Linked DNA regions of Mus musculus: region 2 is linked to region 1. A link is a contact called in public Hi-C data. All regions are on one chromosome and are shown on one strand. Each heading gives the region's core, a stretch centred on a gene start, on an enhancer-like site or on the middle of the called end of the contact. The rest is flanking DNA. Distances are from core to core; before and after follow the strand shown. Region 1 overlaps Atp10a (ATPase, class V, type 10A). Region 2 has its middle 110 kb from the start of Gm39019.

The links. Hi-C and Micro-C count contacts between places; a contact is called where the count stands out from the background.
Region 2: a Hi-C map of adipose-derived mesenchymal stem cells shows a contact between it and region 1, with 2.3 times the contacts expected there. The contact joins two enhancer-like sites. A contact is called at or near these places in 1 of 39 promoter capture datasets (pre-B cells), 3 of 484 Hi-C or Micro-C datasets (adipose-derived mesenchymal stem cells, cranial neural crest and nephron progenitors) and 1 of 115 datasets of contacts at active chromatin or transcription factors (large pre-B cells).

The regions. Positions count from the first base shown.
Region 1 is chr7:58,675,844-58,680,279 of GRCm38.p6, forward strand. All of the region lies in intron 1 of Atp10a (ATPase, class V, type 10A), which reads left to right. Among named protein-coding and RNA genes, the nearest start is that of Atp10a, 20 kb to the left of the region's middle. Within about 2 kb of position 1,393, at least 152 of the 459 cell types and tissues checked have an H3K27ac peak or open chromatin away from gene starts, as enhancers often do. A contact at or near this core is called in adipose-derived mesenchymal stem cells, where this site is marked.
Region 2 is chr7:58,842,498-58,846,740 of GRCm38.p6, forward strand. No RefSeq gene overlaps it. Among named protein-coding and RNA genes, the nearest start is that of Gm39019, 110 kb to the left of the region's middle. Within about 2 kb of position 1,799, at least 251 of the 459 cell types and tissues checked have an H3K27ac peak or open chromatin away from gene starts, as enhancers often do. A contact at or near this core is called in adipose-derived mesenchymal stem cells, where this site is marked.

The DNA.
Region 1 (4,436 bases), core at 143-2,642:
TCACTTATTTAGCCCTGGAGGACTTTGAACTCACTATGTAGTCAAGGCTGTAATCTGTCTGCCTCAGCCTAATTGCTTTTTTTTTTTCAAACATAAAGTGATTTTAATTCACTGACTCATTTAATGGTGCCTTTGAAATGGTCTTTCTAAATGTGTGTGTGTGTGCGTGTGTGCGTGCGTGCGTGTGTGTGTGTGTGTGTGTGTGTGTGTGTGGGTGTGTGTAGGTCAGAGGAAGCTTACCTGTTGGTTTTCTCCTATCTCTTCTGATTCTGAAAAATAATCATTTTCTGCCTACAAATAATTATAAAAATGAAAACTCAAAAACATAAGTCTCTAGTTTCTTAAAGGGATATAAATCAGGACCAGCCTTGCAGGGAGGGAGCTTCGTCACCAAGATGCTGTGGGAAGCCTCATGGAATACACGGGTCCTCTGGGGACCTGAGGCCTTTTCCATAATAAGCAGATGCCAGCACTCAGAGGGCAGGCCTTATTTGTACTTCAGCATCAGGCTTGTGGGAACTGTAGGGCTTTCCTAGAAAGTCCTCGGGGTAAGAACAGCTTTGCAGGGGTGGGCTGAGTGACCAAGCCCCACAATGAAACTCCCCAGTCTGCTTTTCTTCCCTAACCAGACAGTATTCCTCTGGGAGAAATCACAGCCTCTAAAGGAATTCCACACCAGAGGAGTTAATGAAATGGCAGGAATCCTAATGTGTCATATTTGAATGGAGTCATTCAAAAAGCTTTGCTTCGTTTGATTCTTTTGCTTTGCCTTTTTTTTTTTTTTTTTTTGAGACAAGGTCTCGCTCTGGGTATTCTGTAGTTCTCAGGGCGCTTGTTTGTTTGTTTGCTTGTTTGACACCAGGTCTTTCTGTGTTGTACTAGCTGGCCTCTTGATTCTTTTTCTCTACTTCTGAGAGCTGCCATTACAGATGTATGTGACTAGGTCCAGCTATTACTGTTTTTTTTATTCCTTGCTGTGCAGAGGACCAAACCTTGGTACATACATAACAGCTGCGCTACATGCCCGCCTGATTTCACTATTGTTAAGCATTTTGTGTTTGTACTTCTAATAATTGTTAAGAACACGCATTCAGAAGTTATGTTTTGGTTCCTGGTAGGACCGTTTGTCACATTATGACTCTTAGGGAACCTTGTACTGAGTTCCGTGTGTTAGCAGATTTTCTGAGTCACTGTGTGCTGGAGACGACTAAGTTATTAAGTCTGGTATCCGGTCACTCAGCGACATTGATTTACCTCAGGTGAAGCCAAGAGGTGAGCTTGACAATTGTATCCTGTCTCTATTTCCACATGCCTCTCCCATGACTGCTCACATTAGGCAAGCTGGCCAGCTGGCCTAGTGAGCCACTGTGACTCAGGAGGGAGGAGGACATGAGCTCTCTGGTCTGCTTCAACCAGACACCAGCACTTGTTCTGTAGTCCATCCAATTCTCCAGACTCCTAAGCACATGGAAGGACCGTTTGGAGACTTCTGACTATTGCCAAGCCAGAGGGTGTGGCCGAATCCTTCTCTGAGCTGTTCTCTCGAAGTTTCAGTCATACTTTGTGGAGATTGCAACACACTCTGCTACGGTCTTTTCCTGTTGGTTGAAAAAAAAAACCCCAAATCCCCCAAAACCAAGAAGCCCAATGTCACTTCTGTGACAGAATACCAGACTTCTTATACTTGAGTCCCCTCCAGCACTCAGTGGCTCAGAAAATGTGCTAACTAGGGGAACTCAGAGCAATTTGAGTAAGATAGTGCAGGAAGAGAGTGGGCCACCTAGAGGAGGCAGTTGCTCCCAGGGGCTGCCACGGGATGTACCCTGAACAAACTTGTTATTTTACACAGAAGGCAACTTTTCTCTGAATGTCTTATGTAGATAATACTCAGAGGAAACAGTTCAGGATGTGGGTTTGGGCAAGGATCTTTTGGTAATAGCTCCCAAAACAAGGCAACAGAAGTAAAAAATGAACAAATCGGGCTGTATTAAATGCAAAAGCTTCCACACAGCAAAATAAACAGTCAACAGAGTGAAAAGATCCTACACAGAATGAGGGGAAACCACTGCATAACTGGTCTCTCCTGAACAGTCTTTAAGATTATATATGTGGGGTTTATTTAGTAAACAATAGTGCTTTTATTAAACACTGCGATTTTATTGCATACGTCTTGCCCCTCGGATCTCTTTTGTAGAAAAGTAAGTAATAACATTTTATATTATAATGGTTATTGCTGTCATTATTTTTTTTACACCTTTTTTTCTGTGACAGATATGTGAGATTTTTCTTGGCTTCTGTTTCTCATTATTACTCTCACTGAACAATTTTTTATTTATAATTTGTTGTGTGTGGGGTCATATGCTGAGGATTGAACTCAGGATCTCAAAATGTGTTAGGTAAACACTGCCTATTCCTATCATCTATCCCTATCCCTCCCTCCCTCCCTCCCTCCCTCCCTCCCTCCCTCCCTCCCTCCCTCTCTCTTATCTTCTCTTTTTCTTTCTCTCTTACTTGCTTTCCCCCCCCCCTCCCTTCCCAATCATTTCTTTGGTATAGAAAATTCTGATTCATAGTTGAGATCTGATGATTTTACTTTGTAATTAGGGTGTATGTGTATGTGTGTATGTGTGTGTGTACATGTGCTATGGGGCCAGCAGGTTCCTCCTGTACAGTTTGTCTGTAGTTAGTGGTATGTTCTCAAGTTCTCAAGGCCAGCATGTATCAAGGCCAGCATGGATGCCCTCTACAGTCTGCATTGCAGGTATGTGCTTAGGACCAGCAAGTCGTTCTTGTACAGAGTGTAGTTGATAGTGTGTGCAGGTGGGTTTCCTTACCCTGTGTTTGCATTCACCACTCCCACCATCAACCTCCATGTTTCCTATTTTCCCCTTTCAGTTTCCTTTTTCACTGATTTATCAGTGAATTATCTGGCAGTGCAGAGTAGCAAATAACTTCCTAATGCAGCAAGGCTTGAAGATGGCAGATCTGAGTGCAAGTACATGTATGTAATACCCAGCTCCATTCCCACCTCCTGCCTGCAGTGACATCTTAATGTTCATCTTAATGCAGTGTCATCTTAGTGTACCAGTCCTGCATTAGCCGTGTCTTTTCAGTTTGCTACTGATTCTGGGACATCTGGGACATTGCTGGGCTTAATAGGAACTGCCTTTTCCAGGGCTCAATAGTTCTTAGAGAGCAAATAGCTCTTTTGAAAGCATGCTTTTGGAATGCAGACAGGATTTGAGTTCATCCCTGGCCACCTTCATTAGGCTCCCTTCATTACCTCAGGTCAGGCACTACAAAAATAGCTGTGGGCCATATGTCTGGGGCCTGCGGACACACAGACCACTAAACTGATTTGCTCTACTAATCTTCTCTGGCTATAGGGAATTGACAAAGGTCCCTCTTGGACCTCTATGGCGTGGGGCAGTGGGCATCCTCCTCTTGAGAGTCGCTCCTAGTTAAAAACTGTCTAATCACATGATTCATTCATTCATTCATTCATTCATTCATTCATTCATTCAGTAGCACTAGAAATCAAATCCAGAGGCTCTCTTAGTCTCAGGTCAGGCAAGTGTTTTCCCCTGAATTACACTGAGAGCCCTGTTTTTGATCTCAGTGGCAGTTGTCTCCTATTTTTTGGATTTACCACACTTGAAAAACAAAAGAATATATGTATTAAAATTTATTCTGGGTTGTTGAGAGGGCCCAATAAATGAAGTATTTGCCCAGCAAGCATGAGGACATGAAGGACAGGTCCTCAGAACTCAAGTAAAAGACATATGCCTATAATCCTAGGGTGCAGATGGGGCGGGGCGGGCAAGCACAGGGAGTCTCAGAAGCAAGCTAGCTAGTTGCTTAAATAGTGAGGACTGAATTAAGTGAGGAATTTATCTTCAATGCTCTAACCTCGATCCTCTACCCGCTTAAACATACATATGTGCATACCACACATAAATGCAAATACAGAAAAAACCCAACACCCAAAATATTTTGCTTCATCATACACACACACACACACACACACACACACACACACACACACAATTTTTTAAAAAAGTTTTACTTGTAGGGTGTGTGTGTGTGTGTGTGTGTGTATGTACTCGGGCATCCACTGTGCTGTGGTGCATGTGTGGAGATCAGTGGAGAAAGAGCTTTCCTTGGAGTAGGCAGCCCAGCTATAAAGAAGTCTGAAGAAAAGGTGCTAACATTGGTGGAGGGTCTTCCTCCTCAATAAATCCTTCCACGAGATCCCCTCTCAGACCCTTTTTTCCAGAGGCCTGTCCAGTATTGGTCCCAGATCCAGTCAAATAGATAGCCAAGATTAAGCATCAAATCTTCTCATCTTATAATTTGCACACACAGGATTCGTCATTGTTGCTGAGAGTCTGAGCCCCCTGGAGCATTTTTGTGCTTTCCTTTAAGTCAATTCATTA
Region 2 (4,243 bases), core at 549-3,048, 170 kb after region 1:
TTATATAAACTCTTCACTGGAAATAGTCACAGAAAGCATAGCAAGCACTTCAAAACAGGATTGCGGCCTCACATCTCTGTCCACTGTGGAGTCATGATCACCTTTACTTAGGAGGCTGAAGGTATCGTCCAGCTGCTGAGCCCAATTCCTTGTTCTGAGTTCTCATTGCACAAACTAAGATGTGAGGAGTTACCAGAGCTGTTCAGAGGTAAGGAGAATGTGGGGTGCACAATGAAGACCCTTCTGCTAGAAGTGCTTTGTCTTTCTGGTTGTCATTAACTATACCTCAATGGCTGTTTCACAAGAGAGGGAGCTGTACCGTGCCGATACTCAGGAAGCCCTACCTATCTTGGCTCTTATTTATACTTTTTCACAGAGAAGTTTCTGGCACAGAGCTACCTCTCCCCCAACACTCCCCAGTGCCTGTAGAAAAGCTGCATGTGCTGGGAAATCAGCCTGCAGGTCTTCCCCCTTCTCATTCCATGGCTAACTGACACAAAGCATGTTTCCCTGGCAGATGGTCTGAGAATTTATCTCCCTATAAAATTAGCTCCGCAACAAATGTGTCTGCCCTGACTCGGAAGCTCAAAATAACCCATTAGAGCCCAGGTGGTCATAAATCTCTGTCCTGTGTTATGGCTCACAAGAGTGGGAAACACATCAGACTTGAACTTCATAGAGGAAAGTCCTGCTATTTTTAGCCCCTGCCTTCTCTCAGAGAAAACAACATTCTTCCAGCTTTCAGGCTCTAGAAGAGCTGCCTTTAACCCTTCAACTAGCCTCCCTAGAAATGCTCCCAGGCCTGACCTTGCACCCTTGAGTGCATGCTTTATGTCCTCCATAGCAGTTACCTCCTCATGGCACCTGCTTGTTCATTTTTCAGGTGTTTATTGTCTTCCTGTTATCCCTGAGTGAGTAAGGATCCTTCTGAGAACACCAGAGAGAGGAAACTGTATTCTTCATGGTTAATTAAGGGTGTTTTTTTTTTATGATTGTCAAAACTTGTTTTCATCTGTGTATTAAATAGTGCCATTGCACAACAGGAAACATACATATTTCATGGGACCTATTTATTTATAAACAAACAAACAAATAAGTGCACAGCGTCTACCAGCTTATTAGTGGACTGGATTTTCTAAGCATACATTATTACATTATGCCTTTTAAAGTAGCTTTATAAAAGAAGGTTTCTTATGCTATATAACCTTTAACTTTTTTGAATCTGTAAGATTATCAAAATCCCCTCCTCTGGGTTTTTTTCTGGAATCATGCCCTGGAAGCAAGCCATCATAATTTATTGCTTAAGATGACATACATTGCTTTGTTGCTTTCAAAGAAATCTATGATTATAATATAATATTCTTCTGTATTGAAAAGGGGGCTGGATTTTTGGCTACATCTAAAGGTACAGCTGTCTTCTCCTACTCCAGGGGCATCTTGTATTTTCCAGCACTCTCTGCACACAAGGCAGAATATCTTTGGGAGCCTGCCCCAGAAATCCTTCCCCTGATAAACGTCCCCAAGGGCTATCTTGTGATCCTCACAAACATAGTACAGATTTTGTGGATGGGCGTTGGAGTTAAGAAAACACCCAAGCATTTGCTGTTGTCTAGTGCACAGATTAGAATAAGCCAAAGCTGCTGAGCTGCTTTGATTTTTTTTCGTTGCTATGCTCAGAGCCCCTGGAACACCACTCCCAACGGTGGATGAAAAATCGTGCCTCTGCCAGCCATGAAGTGTGAGGCTCTGAGCTATTTTTGGCTTCATTTTCTCAGAGGGCTGGTCACGTGGGGCTGCTGTCTGCAGCTTTCCTGCTGGTATGCGGCAGAAGCTGTATTGATTCATTCCTCCCTCCTCCAGTGCTTCCCCTTTTCTCTTTTCTCCCTCTCCTCGGGCGGGCTAGGAACTCACCAGAGAAGAAGGTCCCAGTCAGAGGCTCCAGAGAGATCTCTTTGAATAAGAATACCATTTCTTACTCCCCAGGTTTTCTTGAATATACATACATATGCATATAGCTAACATTTATTTTAATTACCATTTAATTTTTTTTTCATTCGTAGCTCACTCAGCATTGCAGGGTGTAAAAATGTAAATGCTGAGCCCCAGAAATGAAGTACATGTAGACCTTAGAGAGTTTTTCTCAACCCCCTACAAATTATGGTTTACATAAGGAGGAAATAAGGGCGGGGGAGTCAGTATTAAGTACTGGAGGGGATGGGAGAGAGATACAGAGGGTCAGGAAATAGAATAAAAATATGTAGCAGTGGGAGATGAGGGAAACAAGAGGCTCCCAGGACCCAACAGGATGACTTTAGCGGAAATGCACAGAGACGGGGTAGATAGAACCTGTAGAGACCAACTCCCTTGTGTGAGTAGCCAATTTTTATAGAATAATTTCTAGAAAAATTTCTAGGATAATTCTAATTTGCCTCTGTATCTATTTTCCTATCAACTTAGAAGGAACAAATTGAGTTTTTGTTTGGGTTTTTTGTTTTTTGTTTCTGTTTTTGTTTGTCTTTTCCAAATGTCCTTTCTGACATCTCTTCAAGGCTGCTCAGTCTCTATCCTTGTCCTCATTTCCATACCACTTCACCCTGCACCCACTACAGCTTCTAAGGTAGCTCTCAGCTCTGCGCGTGAGCAGCCTAGAAGACCTCAGGAGAGCAAAAGGCTTCAGAACTACCACAGATATCCCAAGACTGCTTGCCCTCTCTTGAGGCTAACAGGGCCTGCTCCCTCACTGCTGAAGTCCGGCCTGTGAAGACTGATATTCTACTCTTCAGGGCTAGAGCAGGACCCTGCAGCTTCTGGCAGAATACATGGCAAAGCCAACTTCAGTGTCACTTGAAAGAAGCAATGAGGCCTGTGCTTAAAGGTTGGATGCAATGCTGGAGTTGATCCTTCCTAGATTCATATTTCTCTTAAAAATTACTTTTAGTATTATCATTAGTTTCTGTGTGTGTATGCTATATCAGGAGTGGGGTACACATGCCCTAACATGCATGCAGACGTCTAAAGACAATTTTACACAGTCATTCTTTCCCCCTATCTTTATATGGGTTCTGGGGATTTAACTGATGTCTCCAGGCTTGTACAACTAGTGCTTTTTCTCACTGAATTCCCTCACTGTCCCTCAGACTCGTGTTTCTAAGTTCATGAAATTAAATACATCATATGACAATGGAAACCAATTTCGTTGTAATAATAAAATAGCTTCTAAAAGACAAATAAAATTTGCTGTACAGAAATAAATGTACCTCAGTAAAAAGCTAAATAATCTATCTTTGGGTTTTATCTGTTGCAAGTTTGGACAGACAATGTTTCAAGATAATTGCAATAACCATGATACAATTGGACATGGATGACTACCAGTGAGACAGAACTTGGGCTTCCCAGACAAAATATTGGATTACCAGTCTACATTTAAATTTCAAATTGTTCCAATTATTATATGTGGGACATGCTTATATTAAAATACTGTTCATTTTTATAAAATTCAGATTCAACTAGGTAACCTCGATCAGTATTGTTAAAAGTGGAGTAGCTTAAAATCCACATCTATAACTGAAAGAAACACTAAACATTTGTTAGCAGTTTGGGGGGGTGGGGGGGAATGTATCTATTCAAGTCGATGGACACCTCTTCTTCATGTTGGTAGAAACCACTACACACTGATATGTGGTGATGAAGGTTCTCAACTCACAGGGTATTTTTTCTTTTTAGTTGTAGAAGACATTTCGTAGGCTTGAAACCCTATAGGCCTAATAACTAAGCATCACTGGGGGCTTGCTTGTAGTCTAGGCTGCTGAAACACATTGGAGCCCAATGAGTGTGATTAGGCCAGTCTTCTCAACATAGTGGTCAGTCACAGAAAGAGCTCTTCCCTGCCATCTCTGCATCTATTTCATTTGGTCCACCAAGTACACTCTATAAAGCTAAATTTCTCCTTCTTAGATTATAAATCCTATACAGAGTGAAATTAGTCCAGCCTGCTCACCATAGTATGACTGTTAAACATTTCCCTGCACATGAATGTTTGGAAGTTGGTGAATAGACAGATAAAGTAACAAGAATCACACGCTAGTTATATGCCTGGCAGTGGTTATACTTCTCATTTGTGGGTAAATACACCCAGAGAAAGAAAACAGGCCATTTGCAAATCGCAGTGAGAAATTAATTTTGTGAATTGGAAACCTCAGAGCCATGGCAAGATTCTTTTGAAACAGGGCTATGTTCCTTGTGT